Regions from separate parts of the Rattus norvegicus genome. Here regions 1 and 2 are each linked to region 3. A link is a contact called in public Hi-C data. All regions are on one chromosome and are shown on one strand. Each heading gives the region's core, a stretch centred on a gene start, on an enhancer-like site or on the middle of the called end of the contact. The rest is flanking DNA. Distances are from core to core; before and after follow the strand shown. Region 1 holds the start of Fbxo9 (f-box protein 9). Region 2 has its middle 15 kb from the start of Gsta4. Region 3 has its middle 7.4 kb from the start of Ooep.

Evidence for each region. A called contact is a pair of places that touch in the nucleus more often than the background predicts.
Region 1: a contact with region 3 is called in a Hi-C map of liver, with 3 times the contacts expected there. The contact joins the promoter of Fbxo9 here to the enhancer-like site in region 3. A contact is called at or near these places in 3 of 12 Hi-C or Micro-C datasets (kidney and liver).
Region 2: a contact with region 3 is called in a Hi-C map of liver, with 6 times the contacts expected there. The contact joins two enhancer-like sites. A contact is called at or near these places in 6 of 12 Hi-C or Micro-C datasets (the A7r5 cell line, Schwann cells, kidney and 2 more) and 1 of 1 datasets of contacts at active chromatin or transcription factors (oligodendrocytes).

Annotation. Positions count from the first base shown.
Region 1 is chr8:87,862,131-87,866,473 of GRCr8, forward strand. It overlaps Fbxo9 (f-box protein 9), which reads right to left and starts at 1,810. Exons shown (of 13, transcript NM_001011998.1): 1 at 1,468-1,810. The coding sequence starts at 1,470.
Region 2 is chr8:87,930,089-87,934,421 of GRCr8, forward strand. No RefSeq gene overlaps it. Among named protein-coding and RNA genes, the nearest start is that of Gsta4, 15 kb to the right of the region's middle. Within about 2 kb of position 1,908, at least 91 of the 93 cell types and tissues checked have an H3K27ac peak or open chromatin away from gene starts, as enhancers often do. A contact at or near this core is called in liver, where this site is marked.
Region 3 is chr8:88,110,168-88,114,343 of GRCr8, forward strand. No RefSeq gene overlaps it. Among named protein-coding and RNA genes, the nearest start is that of Ooep, 7.4 kb to the left of the region's middle. Within about 2 kb of position 2,529, at least 3 of the 93 cell types and tissues checked have an H3K27ac peak or open chromatin away from gene starts, as enhancers often do. A contact at or near this core is called in liver, where this site is marked.

The sequences.
Region 1 (4,343 bases), core at 560-3,059, 250 kb before region 3:
CCTGGCCTGGTGTCTTAGTTAGGGTCACAATTGCTGTGATGAAACACCATGACCAAAAGCAACTTGGGGAGGACTTGGTTTATTTGGCTTACATTTCTACATCACTGTTCATCGATGGTGGAAGTCAGGTCAGGAACTCAAACAGGGCAGGATTCTGGAGGGAGGAGCTGATGCAAAGGCCATGGAGGGGTGCTGCTTACTGACTTGTTCCTGCATGGCTTCTTCTGCCAACTTTCTCATAGAACCCAGGACCACCTGCCAAGGGATGGCACCATCCACAAAGGGCTGGACCCTTCCCCATAAGTCACTAGGAAAATGTCCTACGGGCTTGCCTGACTTTTCAGAGGTACTTTCTCAATTGAGTTTCCTTCCTCTCAAATGACTCTAGCCTGTGCTGAGCTGACATAAAGCTATCTAGCACACACACTTTAAAACATTAATTTAAGAAGAGAGGGATTGATCCGTAAAGAGAATTAGTGATTTCTGGGTCATCTTTTCAGATGTGTCATTTGTGATTAAAAGTTTATCACGGATCACAGTTTATAGGTTTGGTAACACTGAAAATCTGGTACTGTATGAAAATCCACACCATGCCAGGCTCATAAGAGGCTCAAAAATAACTAGTTGAATACAGAATGCCTATCTCAGAACAGAATCCACTGTTAACCTCGATTTTGACAGTAAGAACTGGGATTTTACTACATTTGATCGATTTCAATCCCACTTGAAATAAGCAGGAATTTAGTTAATCTTTCGTATAGTTTAGTGGGCTAGTTTCTTCACAGATGAGATTAACTGAACATAATGGTTAAGGACATAATCCTGGTCAGAGGACTACTTTTGAAAGTTTAGAAGAATAATCAAATTAGTGTGTTTTCTGTGCACCAGACTAGTTGCATAAAATATACCGTTTCAGTCAATTCACGTAAAAAAAAAAAAATAGCTACTTGAGTGTTCTCCCAGTCAGTCTGGTATCTTTCATTCTTAAATCATTCAGCCCTAGCGGGAGATTAGTTTCTTAAGTCATTGCAGAGACTATACATTCCATGCAACAGTCCCGTGAGACACGAGCTGTCACACATGGAGCTTAGCGCAGTCTCTCCGTCCGCACTGGCTTAGGCCCTATCACGAAACTAGGCAGGAGTCCCTTCAAACCCAGTTTGCCAGGACTGCCTGCCAACATCCTACCCGGGTCACTGACGCCTCGGGGGGCGTGCGTCCCAAACTCCTGAAATCATCCATGGGCCGGGCTGCCAGAACAGGAGCAATCAACAAGTGTCTCCGCTTGCCAGGGCCACCTCCCTCGTGCAGAAGCCAAGACAGCTCACCTGAGACACGACTCTCAGCTCGGGCAGTCTTGAGCGACCGAAGCGGGCCTTTCCTCCGCTGTCCGTCAAACCCTGTCCTCACCTGGGGCCATCTCCCGCTCCCATTGCCCGGCCCTCGCTGCCCTCCCTCCCCGGTTACCATGCTGGCGGGCGGCCGGCCCAGTCGAGGGGCTCCCCGCGCCCGGCTCCCGGAGGGGTGGCTGCTGCCCGGTGTCTACTCCTGCCCGTCTGCTGCAGCGCGGCTTAGCAGAGTTCTCGGTCGGAGAAGCGCACCAGGCAGCGGCAGTAACTGCGGGCCCGGCGTACGGCAGCCATCTTCGCGGGACAGGGGGCCGGAGGCAGGCGCGCTGCGGCGGCCTGGGACTCGAGCTGCGGAGGGGTCGCCGGTCGTCCGCGGAGGCCGAGCACGGAGGGAAGACCCGAGCGTCGGCCCAGCAGGAGACGTCTGGACGCAGCGGCGGAGCTGCCGGCTCTGCTGCGGAAACTGCGCCGCCGCGCCACGCATGCGCACTGCAGCCGCCTGCTTGGCTAGCAGCCACCGGTCGCGGGCTAGGGCGATGGGCCTACTGTGTGCGGCGGTCGGCGGTCGGCGTAACTAAGCTGACCTGCCTCACTCAACCCTCTTATTTGATGCTTAGAACACCCAGGCAGGAAGGAGCAGATGTTAGCTTAAAATGTTTGAACCTGAATTTGGAATAGAGCCCCTGAATCCATCCTAATTGGACACTAGGAAATAGTACTATAGGCGCTCTGGACATTGGGTGCCCTGTCAGAATGAGAAGAGAGAGCGAAAACTCAACAATCATTGCACCCCACAGTCTCTGGACGGAAGAAAACGTACGTTCATGTGTGCAGCCGGAGAGTGGTAACAGCCAACGCAAATCACGTCGAACTACATATCCCACAATACAACGGGGGAAGGACGTGCCTTTCCAAGGCCTGAAACCCGACTCCAGAAGGGGACGACTCTACAAGGCACTCTGGGATCTGTAGTCGACTGTTCCACGTTCGGCCGGAACTTAACACCCACCCACCCCCAACCCGGTGCCACTTCTTACAGTCCAAACATCCGATTCCACGTCAATAGAAGACACTTGGGTTGCACATTTTAGAACTTTTTCACCTGCAGGCATATGCTAGCAAAACTTACGGGCTTCCCAGCCTCTGACATTTAGACAACATTTATTGAGTTTCTGTTAAGTGTTAGAATGTAACAACCAGGAAGCTACATTCACCCGACTAAACAGAATTTACAATTTTATTGTGCTACTTTATTCTGGAGCTCAGAAATGAAGTACGTCTTCGGCAAAGACATGGAGGTAAAAGGGAAGGGGTACAACTTGATTACAGTAAGAAATTGCAAATCCTGTGTATGTTGTTTATTTAGTTTGTAACCCACCGAGTTCAGTTAATGCTGGAATATTACCTCAACTTTTGGGCTTGATTTTGTAGAAATAATCATAATTGCAATGGTTTGATGAATACACCTGTCGCGACATGCCCAGAAGACAGCCTCTCAGAGCACTCTTTCCCACCCTTGGGCTCTTACATTCTCTCCACCCCGACTTCTTTAATGTTCCCGGAGCTAGGGACTGGGACGTGGATATAGATGTCCCATTTAGGGCTGAGCACTCAGGAACCTGTCCTCCGCTGGTTTTGTAAATAATGGACTCCACCGCTAGTGGAGACTGTGTTGTCTCCTCCCTTATAGATGAATCTAGTGTGGATAGATCAGGAACTTGGCTATGGGATCACCCTAGGAATCAGTTTATGATAATGTAATTTTCCTTCCCAGAATTTAGGGTGGCATTCCCTAGAAGCCACCATGATGTGTTCAGGCAGACCCAGGTAAATATTTTCTAGCTAGAGCCCAAGAATACTTTTACACTCCCTAACTAATGCTTTGAGCTTCTTTGTTCTCTGAAGTTACCCTTCTGGTCCTGTTCCATGCCTGCTCCTTTGCCTCTATCTTCTTCCTGGCAGTTTCCGGTTTTCCCACTCTCCAGTCCTAGAGTTTTCCTAGTTCTTGAGATTCCATTTGTGTCCAAGTTTAAATTCTTTTATTAATGAGACTTAGAACCCCAGGAGGAGGCTTGTGTTTCTTCAGAATCGTATGATGGCTCTACATAGACTCCCCGAGATTTCTTATCTGCCTTTTAATTCCTCTCCTTAAAAGACTTACGTTTATTTCTGTGTGTGTACACCTGTGTAAGTGTATGTGCCACCGTGAGTGCGAGTGTACCCAAAACGGCCAGAAGGCATTGGATCACCTGCAACCGGAGTCACAGGTGATTGTGAGCCATTTCACATAGATTCTGGGAACCTTACCTGGAACCCCTGCAAGAGCACTTAAGTGTTCTTGACAGCCAAGCCATCTCTCCAGCTCCCTGTGTCTTAATTCTTTAATCAGCCAAGAATAAGAACCCGTTCCTCCGCCCCTAGACACCATCCTTTTGACCAGTTATGACTCTACATGAACTGCTGCCCACTGTAGAGGAAGCTTCTCTGATGAAGGTTGAAAACAGCACTAATCTCCCGTATAAACAGAGACTTAGAAAGCAGTTTAACAACATCCTTAATAAAACGGCAGTCATGGGCTTCCTACATGGGGCCTATATCATATTTCCTCTATAGATAGGGTCATGGACTTTGGACAAGGTTAGAGCAGGTCTCAGAGCCAATCAGAAAGCAGTTGATTTTCCCTATAACTTTCATGCCACTTGAGTTACATGCAGTTAAACCACCAATGCACATAAAACAAAAATGAGTCGTAAACATCAGTTTTCAGATGAAGAATGATTTTACACAGTTTTAGAACTAGTCAATTTCATTGAAAGGGTTGAATGGTTAAGGACAATAGGCTGGCCAGTAAACACACGTTTTTCTATTAGTCTAACAAGTTAATGAAGTAGTAAAACTTAATAAAATAAATATTTGTGAAGATAAGATCAGTACCTACTTTATTGAAACCCTGTTTGCTTCATAGTGACAAGCCTGTTTAATTAAAGCACAGCT
Region 2 (4,333 bases), core at 658-3,157, 180 kb before region 3:
GGTGTTTGCCTTTTCAAGTGCAATAGCATTGTCCTAATAACATTAAATAAAAAAGTAAGTAAATAAATAAATACATAAATAAATAAATTTAAGCGGGGATGGGTAGTGGCTCATACCCTTATTTCCAGCATTTGGGAGACAGAGGCAGGCAGAACAAGGCTAACCTGACCTACAGTGAGAAAGTCCCAGAACAGCCAGGGCCACACAGAGAAACCCTATCTAAACAAACAACTAAATAAATTAAAAAGAAAAAAGTGGGGAACCTTCCCCTACACTCATATTCACACACATTTTTAAACATTCATTTCTACTTGTATTTATATTATATTAAATTATATTTATATTATAAACGTATTTTTATATATTTGCATATCTATTTGAACACAATTTTAACTTTTTTTAATTTGGAAAAAAGCAGCTAAAAGTAGAAATAAAACGGGAATTAATTAGCGGCTAAAAAGTAGAAATAAAACGAGAATTCAGAATTCATGGAATTACATACAAAAGAAAGGCAGACTGCCACATGCAGCGCCTCATTTGGATGTGTCTGGAGTCTTGGAAGCTTGACTACCCTACGTTCTCCTACAATGGACCTTGAGAGCTTGTTTGGAGGTTCTAGCAGGGGAGCGCAGCTACTCGTATACCCTTGACCGAAGACCGGTCCTCCTCTATTCGGGGAAGGTCGTCCTCTTCGACCGAGCGCGCAGCTTCGGGAGGGACGCACATGGAGCGGTGAGGGAGGAAGGGGACACCCGCCTAGCCAGCCAGATCAGCCGAATCAACCCTGGCGATCAATGGGGTGACAGATGTCGCAGCCAGATCGCCCTCACATCCGAGGTAGGAGAGGCAGCCGCTAAGTATATAAGGCCATGGAGACTAGTAATTTTCCACATGTGGTGACTTTCCGTGCCGAACTTTCCGTGCTGCCCATGTATTTTATGATTAAAAAAGAATCCTAAATCTTTTCTCGATGTTAAATCACCCATTTTATGCTCCTTTGTGCTAATTTTAAGTTAAAAATACTTAAATTTAGGCTTTTTCCTGTTAACCAGAATGCTCTGGAACTATGCAAAATAAAACAGTCTGGATTGGTTGAACCCTCCGAAGCCCGGCCCCCTCTAGCTACGTCCGTTCCACCGCCTGATTCCGCTCCGGCCCTAGGCACCCGCGTTCAACGCGTTCCGGTTGGAGGTGGGTTCTTCGCCTTCGGTGTGTGTTGCCACCTCTGCCAAGGCGAGCCGGACGGCGGAGGGTAGACACAGAGCATCTGCGGCCTCACGAGCCTCTCGTGGCCTTCTGTGGGGCCGTAGTTGTCTGTGTCACGTCTCCATCCCGTGGCCGAAGTGACACACAGAAGCAAGTAAAAAGCTAATACTTTAGAAGAATGTGATGCGCCCGGTCCCGCGGCCCTCGGTTGGCTTCCGGCGCCCCTTCTAGCTAAATTTGGAAACTCCTGAGTTTCTCAAGGCCCAAGAACAACACAAGGTGCACTGCTAGGAAAATACCTTTACAATGAATGGCCCCAGCTTCCCTGGATCCGGAATATAAAACACACCATGAAAACCAAGGCTAAGGGATTTATACTTTCTTTTACGTGTTAAAATGGTGGCATGTTGGGCGAGGGAAAACTCAACAAAAAAAAAAAAAAAAAAAAAAAAAAAAAAGAAAGAAAAGAAAAGAAAACACTCCTCCCAAATCCTCAGCATTCAGTTGTGTCCAGAAAACTGGGATGAGGGTAGAGCCTAGCCTCGCCGTTCTGTACTGCGTTCTTTTGTGGTTGCTTGTTTGTTTGTTTGAATTTTGGTTTGGCTTGGTAAAATTTGTTTTCCAGAAAGGCTGAAATCCACCTGACATCGAGGCACAAGCTCCACTGTCCTAACGGTAGAGGTCGCATGGAGTCCGTGAGATGGGCATTAACTACCGCTGGAGTTGAAGTATCCAATCTACTGTATCTTCACAGATTTGCCAGACAATGGGTCTTCTACCCACGTCACAGCAGGTCCCATTCAGCCAGAAGATCCTTCCTGTCAGGGACTTTTCTTTGTAACTAGGATGTTATTAATGGAATTCTTTCCCCTTTTAAGTTACCCTTGGTTTCTGTGTAATTCCATGGCAGAGGAATTACAGTTAATAAGGACCAAGAGAAATAATGTACATTTTGCCAGTTTTATTAATTAAATACCCTTTAGGTGAGTTTTCTGTTCCTGTGTCGCCCAGCTGGAAGCCCTGTTTCCTGGCCTGCGTGTGCATTTTTTTTTTTGTTTTGCTTTTCTATTCTTTTAGCTTCGTATGGGGATTTTCAGATACAAGCAAACAAAACATTGCATAAGTCTGTGTGTGCAGCTCTTACCCTGATGTGTGCAGCTTTATGGTGATCCTACGTGTTTTGTCTCCTGCCTCCTCTTCTTGCTTTGTTTCATTTGGGAGTACCACACTTTGGTATTTATTTCCAACTGGTAAGAATTATCACATCTACCAAAATCTGCAAGGCTTTATCCTCAAAGTAGTCTGTCTCCCGAAGAGATTTTAATAATGTGTCTAGGTGCTGCTCTAAACAAGGTCTGTAAACGTTACATTTAGAATAACTTTAGATTTGTAAAAATGTCGCGAAGTTGAACCACAGAGCCCTCAACCCTCCCTGGTGCTAACATCTTACATAACCATGCTAAACTGAGAAGAAAAGAGTTCCTGGTCCATGAGTTAATGGGCAGCAGACTTTATTATGATTTCAGTGTCTCCACTAAGGTCCTCTTACCTCTTACAGGGTCCGGGATCCTGTAGTGTATCTTGTCATGTTTCCTCAATTTCCCCAAGGCTGTGACAGTTTCTCAGCCTTTCCCTTGCTCCAACCCCTTGACATTATTGAGGCTATCAATGAAGATTCTCTGGGAATACTTCCTGCCTCCCCACCTTGTCCCTGGCTCTTGAGTCCAGGCCATTATCCCACAGAGGATCCCACATCTTGGTTATGCCCTATTTCTACCTTGTGATTGGGGAAACTTTGTGTTGGGTTTTTCATCTGTTGGTTGTTCTTGTTTAACAGGTGTTACTTTGCCTTTCTCAGTGTCACAGCAGGAAGAACAGGACATCCAATTGTGCTCCTTGGAAGACAAAGGCTAAGGATTAGGTAGCTGTACATTGTGCTTTTCCATTATAAATATATAGTTCCTCTTCATAATAATTAGCTAGTCCGTGGAGATATCCCAACACTTCTTCAGCATTTCAGCACCCATTATGATCCTTATCAAAATGAGTTATTAGAACTGGCAGTTCTGTAATTTTATTTTTCAGTAGCACTGACTTTTCATCGCTTGGCTCTAATGCTTCTGCAACCAGCTTTTATTTCCCCCTTTGTCCTCATCATTATTATTTGTATCTAATATTGGGGTTTTGTTTTTGCTCAGATCATCCCAAATTTGGCTAGGGAACCTCATCAAAGGATGGCCTTTACCATCCTTCCTCCCTTGAGCACTTCCTCTCTGCTCATCACAGAGCATGAAGTCGGCCTTTGCTCGCAGGAGCCCTGCTTCTTTTTCCTGGGCTGTATTATTTGGAAACCAAGATGTGGGTGCTACTGGGTTCTTTCTCTCTTGCTTCTCCAGGCAGCTTAACTTTGTATTTCCAATCTCTCATCTGTAATGACATTTACCTTCTTGGAGAATTACACACACACACACACACACACACACACACACACACACACTAAGTTATTTAATTTCATGGAGAATTTCTGGAGTCAAAAGAGCAGTTGCACAAGGGTGAATGTGACAGGGAAACAAATGTGCCCAGGGCTGGTTGTTTTTTAAAAACTGATATTTATGTGGTAGGGCAAACACTGAATATTTGAAAAACCATGTCCTAAAGCCCTACAAGCAAGAAGGAATGCAGAGTTAAAATGGCCAGAAAGTTGCTCAGAATCCTAAAGTGTGATACAACCAAACTGAGAGGACTGTGGATTCCCACTCTTTGTCCATTCCCTTTTTCATACTGTTTGATCTGTCCTAAATTTATCTTTCTTTTTTCATGAGCTATAAGGAATTTTTGTAGTTTCATTTCAAAACAAGAGGAGCCAGATGGTGGTGACTCGTGACTTTAATCCCAAAACTCTGGAGGGAGAAGGAGAGGCAGGTGGATCTCTGAGTTCTTTGAATTCAAGGCTAGTTTGGTCTACATAATGAATTCCAGGACAGCCAGAGCTACACAGAGAAACCCTGCCTTGAAAACAAAAATAAGTATAAAATAAATAACAAGAGGATATGGAAAGGCCTTTTTAGCAAACACCCTCTAACCATGGTATAAAAGCTAAGAGAAAAAGCCAAGCACTAGTCCCTGG
Region 3 (4,176 bases), core at 1,279-3,778:
AAGGCCACAACTACTAATACTGCCACTCCCTGGGACAAGCATATTCAAACCATCACACTGTGTCCAGAGCTTTTATATTCTTTAGATTGCATTTGCTTGACTCTTGTGCCGTCTTCTATGGTGTTTGTTTGTTTGTTTGTTTGTTTGTTTCCAGAGCTGAGGACCGAACCCAGGGCCTTGCACTTGTTAGGCTACCACTGGGCTAAATCCCCAACCTTTGTGCCATCTTCTAAAACAGTACTCGCTCTTTTCTGCTCTTCAACTTGAAATTCCATAAAGAACCTTAGTGACAAGCATTTCAGAGCTGGAAAACTCCGGCTGCCACTATTTCTTCTGTGTGCATTCCCAAAGTTCTTACCACATGGTTGTGCAGAGTACATCCATTTCTTAGAGAGACGCCCCAATGAGTGTTAATTCCATACATACTTCAAACAGCACCATTTTTGACTCAAGCAAGGTACACACACCCAGTGATTTTCCCACTTCTTTCATTTACTGGAAATCATTTGCATTCTTTTCAGACCTCTTTTCACGAGCAGATCATAAAATATATGTGGAATACATATAGTCTTGGGTCTGGATGGCTAGAATACACACCTCACTCCACACATTGAAAGTTATTTGAAATTCTATATTGAGCAACATAAAAATGATGTGCTTACGGCCAGAAGAATATTCTTAGAAAAGTATTTTTTGTGTCATTTGAGTACACAGTGAGTGAAAAGTTCCTCAGTGAGGACAAGACATTGAGATACATAATTCCATTCTAACCCAAGCAAGTGAAATAAAACGTGCGTGTTTGGAAGGCTGGGGATCCCCTGCAGACATCAATTGTACCCACAGAGTGCAAAGACAACATCCAAAATAAAAATAAATCAACCTTCACCCTCCTCCCCATTTTAGTAGTTTAATATCCTTTTTTGGGGGGGGGGAGTGGGGAGTGTTTCTTCTTCAACACAGAGTTTCTCAGGATAGCCCTGGCTGTCCCAGACTCACTTTGTAGACCAGGCTGACCTCAAACTCAAAGAGGCTTACCTGCCTCCCTCTGCCTCTCTGCCTCTCTGCCTCTCTCTGCCTCTCTCTGCCTCTCTGCCTCTCTGCCTCTCTGCCTCTCTCCCTCTCTGACTCTGCCTCTGCCTCTGCCTCCTGAGTGCTGGGATTAAAGGCATGCACCACCGCCCCATGCTGGTTTAATACTTTTAGGGAAGAATATCATCTATGTAATATTATATACATAAAACATATATGTAATATCAACAGAAGTCGCCTATTCTTATGGGTGGTACTGAACTTGAATAAGCACGCCTACCTAGCTAGCAGCAGTCAGATATCTCAGTATGGATTGTAAATTCTCCATGTGGGACAATCTGCCGCCATGGTTGTGTTGAAAGGAAAATTATACAGATTTAAGGTTTAAAATTATGAAGTTAAAAGAGTATGTTTCAAAATTCACAACCTCAGGACTAAACACTGTGAAAAGCAAGTCCAGGCAGCCCCGCCCTGCCGCTAGAACTAACAGACCATAAAAGGAAAGGAATGCAGAACAGACCAGAGTACTGGATCTGACTCACAGGCCACCTGGCAGGAAGAGATAAGCCCCCAGCCCCCGACATCCAGGACGCCCCAAACCTGCCAATGTGTGTAGCTATACCTTATTACCTCATCATGTGAAATAGCCAATCATATGTGAACATGTCTATGTGCCTCGTTTGAATCCACCAATCCCCGTAACTATGCATCTGCTTCTGTACACCCGCTTCTGCTTCCCCAATCCCTATAAAAGCCCCATGCTGGAGCTGCTGGGCGCGCAGTCCTCCGAAGAGACTGTGTGCCCGCAAGTACCTGTGTTTTCCAATAAACCCTCTTGCTGATCGCATCCGAGTGGACTAGGTTCGGTCATTGGGCGCTTGGGACTCCTCCTGAGGGAAAGGTCCTCTCCGGGGGTCTTTCAGTGTGATTCTCTATATTGCTGCCACAGTGCCGACTGCCAGTGCACTTTCGAGACTTCTCACAGTGAGCACTGACCATCGCAGTCAGACCTGTGCGTTTGTTGGAATAGGACTGGGGTATGGGGAGTTGCTCTACAAACCGTGGTATGGCTATAGTAGTCACTGAGCCTGGTCCCTTCTACTCTTCTGATTAATAACTTTCAAATAGCTTGTTTACATATTTGCTCTTAATGTTATATGCAGCATAATGTTGGTTTATGTTATAACTTTTGTGTTTACTGCTTTCACAAGGTATTTTACTTTTGAAACTTAACATCTACTTATCAACCCTCTATTTCTTTTTTGTAATAAAAAGATTTTTTTATTAAAAAAGTCATATATTACATTCCAGACACTATGACCAAAGAGTTCTCTCTGTAAGAGCCACATGTATTTGTAAAGAGTCGCTGTTCATGCAAATTAAGTAGGAATATGAATAAAGAACGACAGCAAAAGAACATAAAAAACACCAGTGGCTGGGAGTGGTGACCTTTCATCCCAGCACTCGGGAGGCTAAGGCTGGCTGACCTCTGAGTTCGAAGCTAGACTGGTCTACATAAGTGAGTTCCAGGTCAGCCAGAGTTACAGGGAGAAACTCTGTCTCATGGAGAAAAAAAAAAGGACAATCAATGTTTACCCCAAGCCACGGGGCTAACCTGAACTCTGTCACTGTTCTCTGAACCTTTCCTGTTTCTCTTTATTACCATGTTTTGTTTTTGTTTGATTTTTGAGAAAGTATCTTATTATGCAAAATAGTAGAGGTTGATGAAAAAAGGATCATAGAAATTGTATATATGTGTGTGTGTGTGTGTGTGTGTGTGTGTGTGTATAAAATTTTGTGATTTTTTTTCTTTTTTTTTTTTTTGAGATAAGATTTCCCTGTGTAGCCTTGGCTGTCCTGGAGCTTGCTCTGTACAGCAGATTGGCCTTGAACTCACAGAGATCTGCCTGTCTCTGCTTCCCAAGTGCTGATATCAAAGGCATGTGCCACCACACCCAACTTTGATTTGTTATTTACATTCAACAATAACTAAACAATGTATTATAAGATGACCAATAAAAACTGTACAGAGATATAATGGTGTTTATCTGCATATAGACTTGGAGCTTTGAACAGGTCTGAGAACCCCTAATTGTCTTGGTTGTGTTATGTGGTTTAGTTTTCCTGACTCTACTTTAGAGATTTGTCACAAAGGCGAGCTATGGGTTTCCTTATGACTTGTCCAAAGGCAACATATAAAGGCCCTCATAGTACAGATGACTTCATCATGACATATGGTGACTTTTCACAGGTCTCAAGTTACTAAACATCTTAATACATAAGGCTGATTCACCATCTGGATCTACCTCATGCAAACTAGTGTCTACTGAGCATCGTAGTACATTTCTACAGAACAATGCTGGTCTTACCTTAGGAGTAATTTTTGAGTATGCACTCAAGCCAACACAGGCACCATGTTTAAACTTTCATATGACTGTGTCCAAACAAGGGTCTGAGTGATGTTTAAATGGTTGTTAACATCAAATGTCGTTAAAATGATGTATAAAAATGCTCGGCTTAACTACCTAAAGACTATACATGGACTGACCCTAGACTCTGACCTCATAGGTAGCAATGAATATCCTAGTAAGAGCACCAGTGGAAGGGGAAGCCCTTGGTCCTGCTAAGACTGAACCCCCAGTGAACTATATTGTTGGGGGGAGGGCGGCAATGGGGGGAGGGTGGGGAGGGGAACACCCATAAAGAAGGGGACGGGGGGGGGGGGGGGGATTAGGGGGAATGTTTGCCCGGAAACCGGGAAAGGGAATAACATTCGAAATGTAAATAAGAAATACTTAAGTTAATTAAAAAAAAAATGCTCGGCTCACAGAGTGGCATTAAAATGGTTGCTTGCGGGTCAAACAGACAGGTGCCATAGAAGAACAATGGCCTGAGAATTTGGAATTCGTGGCTTTACTGAGCCTGCGACTCATGATAAGCTGTGAGATGGATGGCAAGACAGTGTAGCAATAGCTAGCCTTCCTGAGCATTTACCCAGCATCCTTCCCGTTCATTACATCACTTATCAGTGGCACAGACACATGCTGTCTTCTGAGGACTATATGCATCCCTTGGATAGATTAAGAGATGCAGACATGAATATACCCTAGCTCATGTGGGAACACACACCTATGTCCTCGGTGAGCA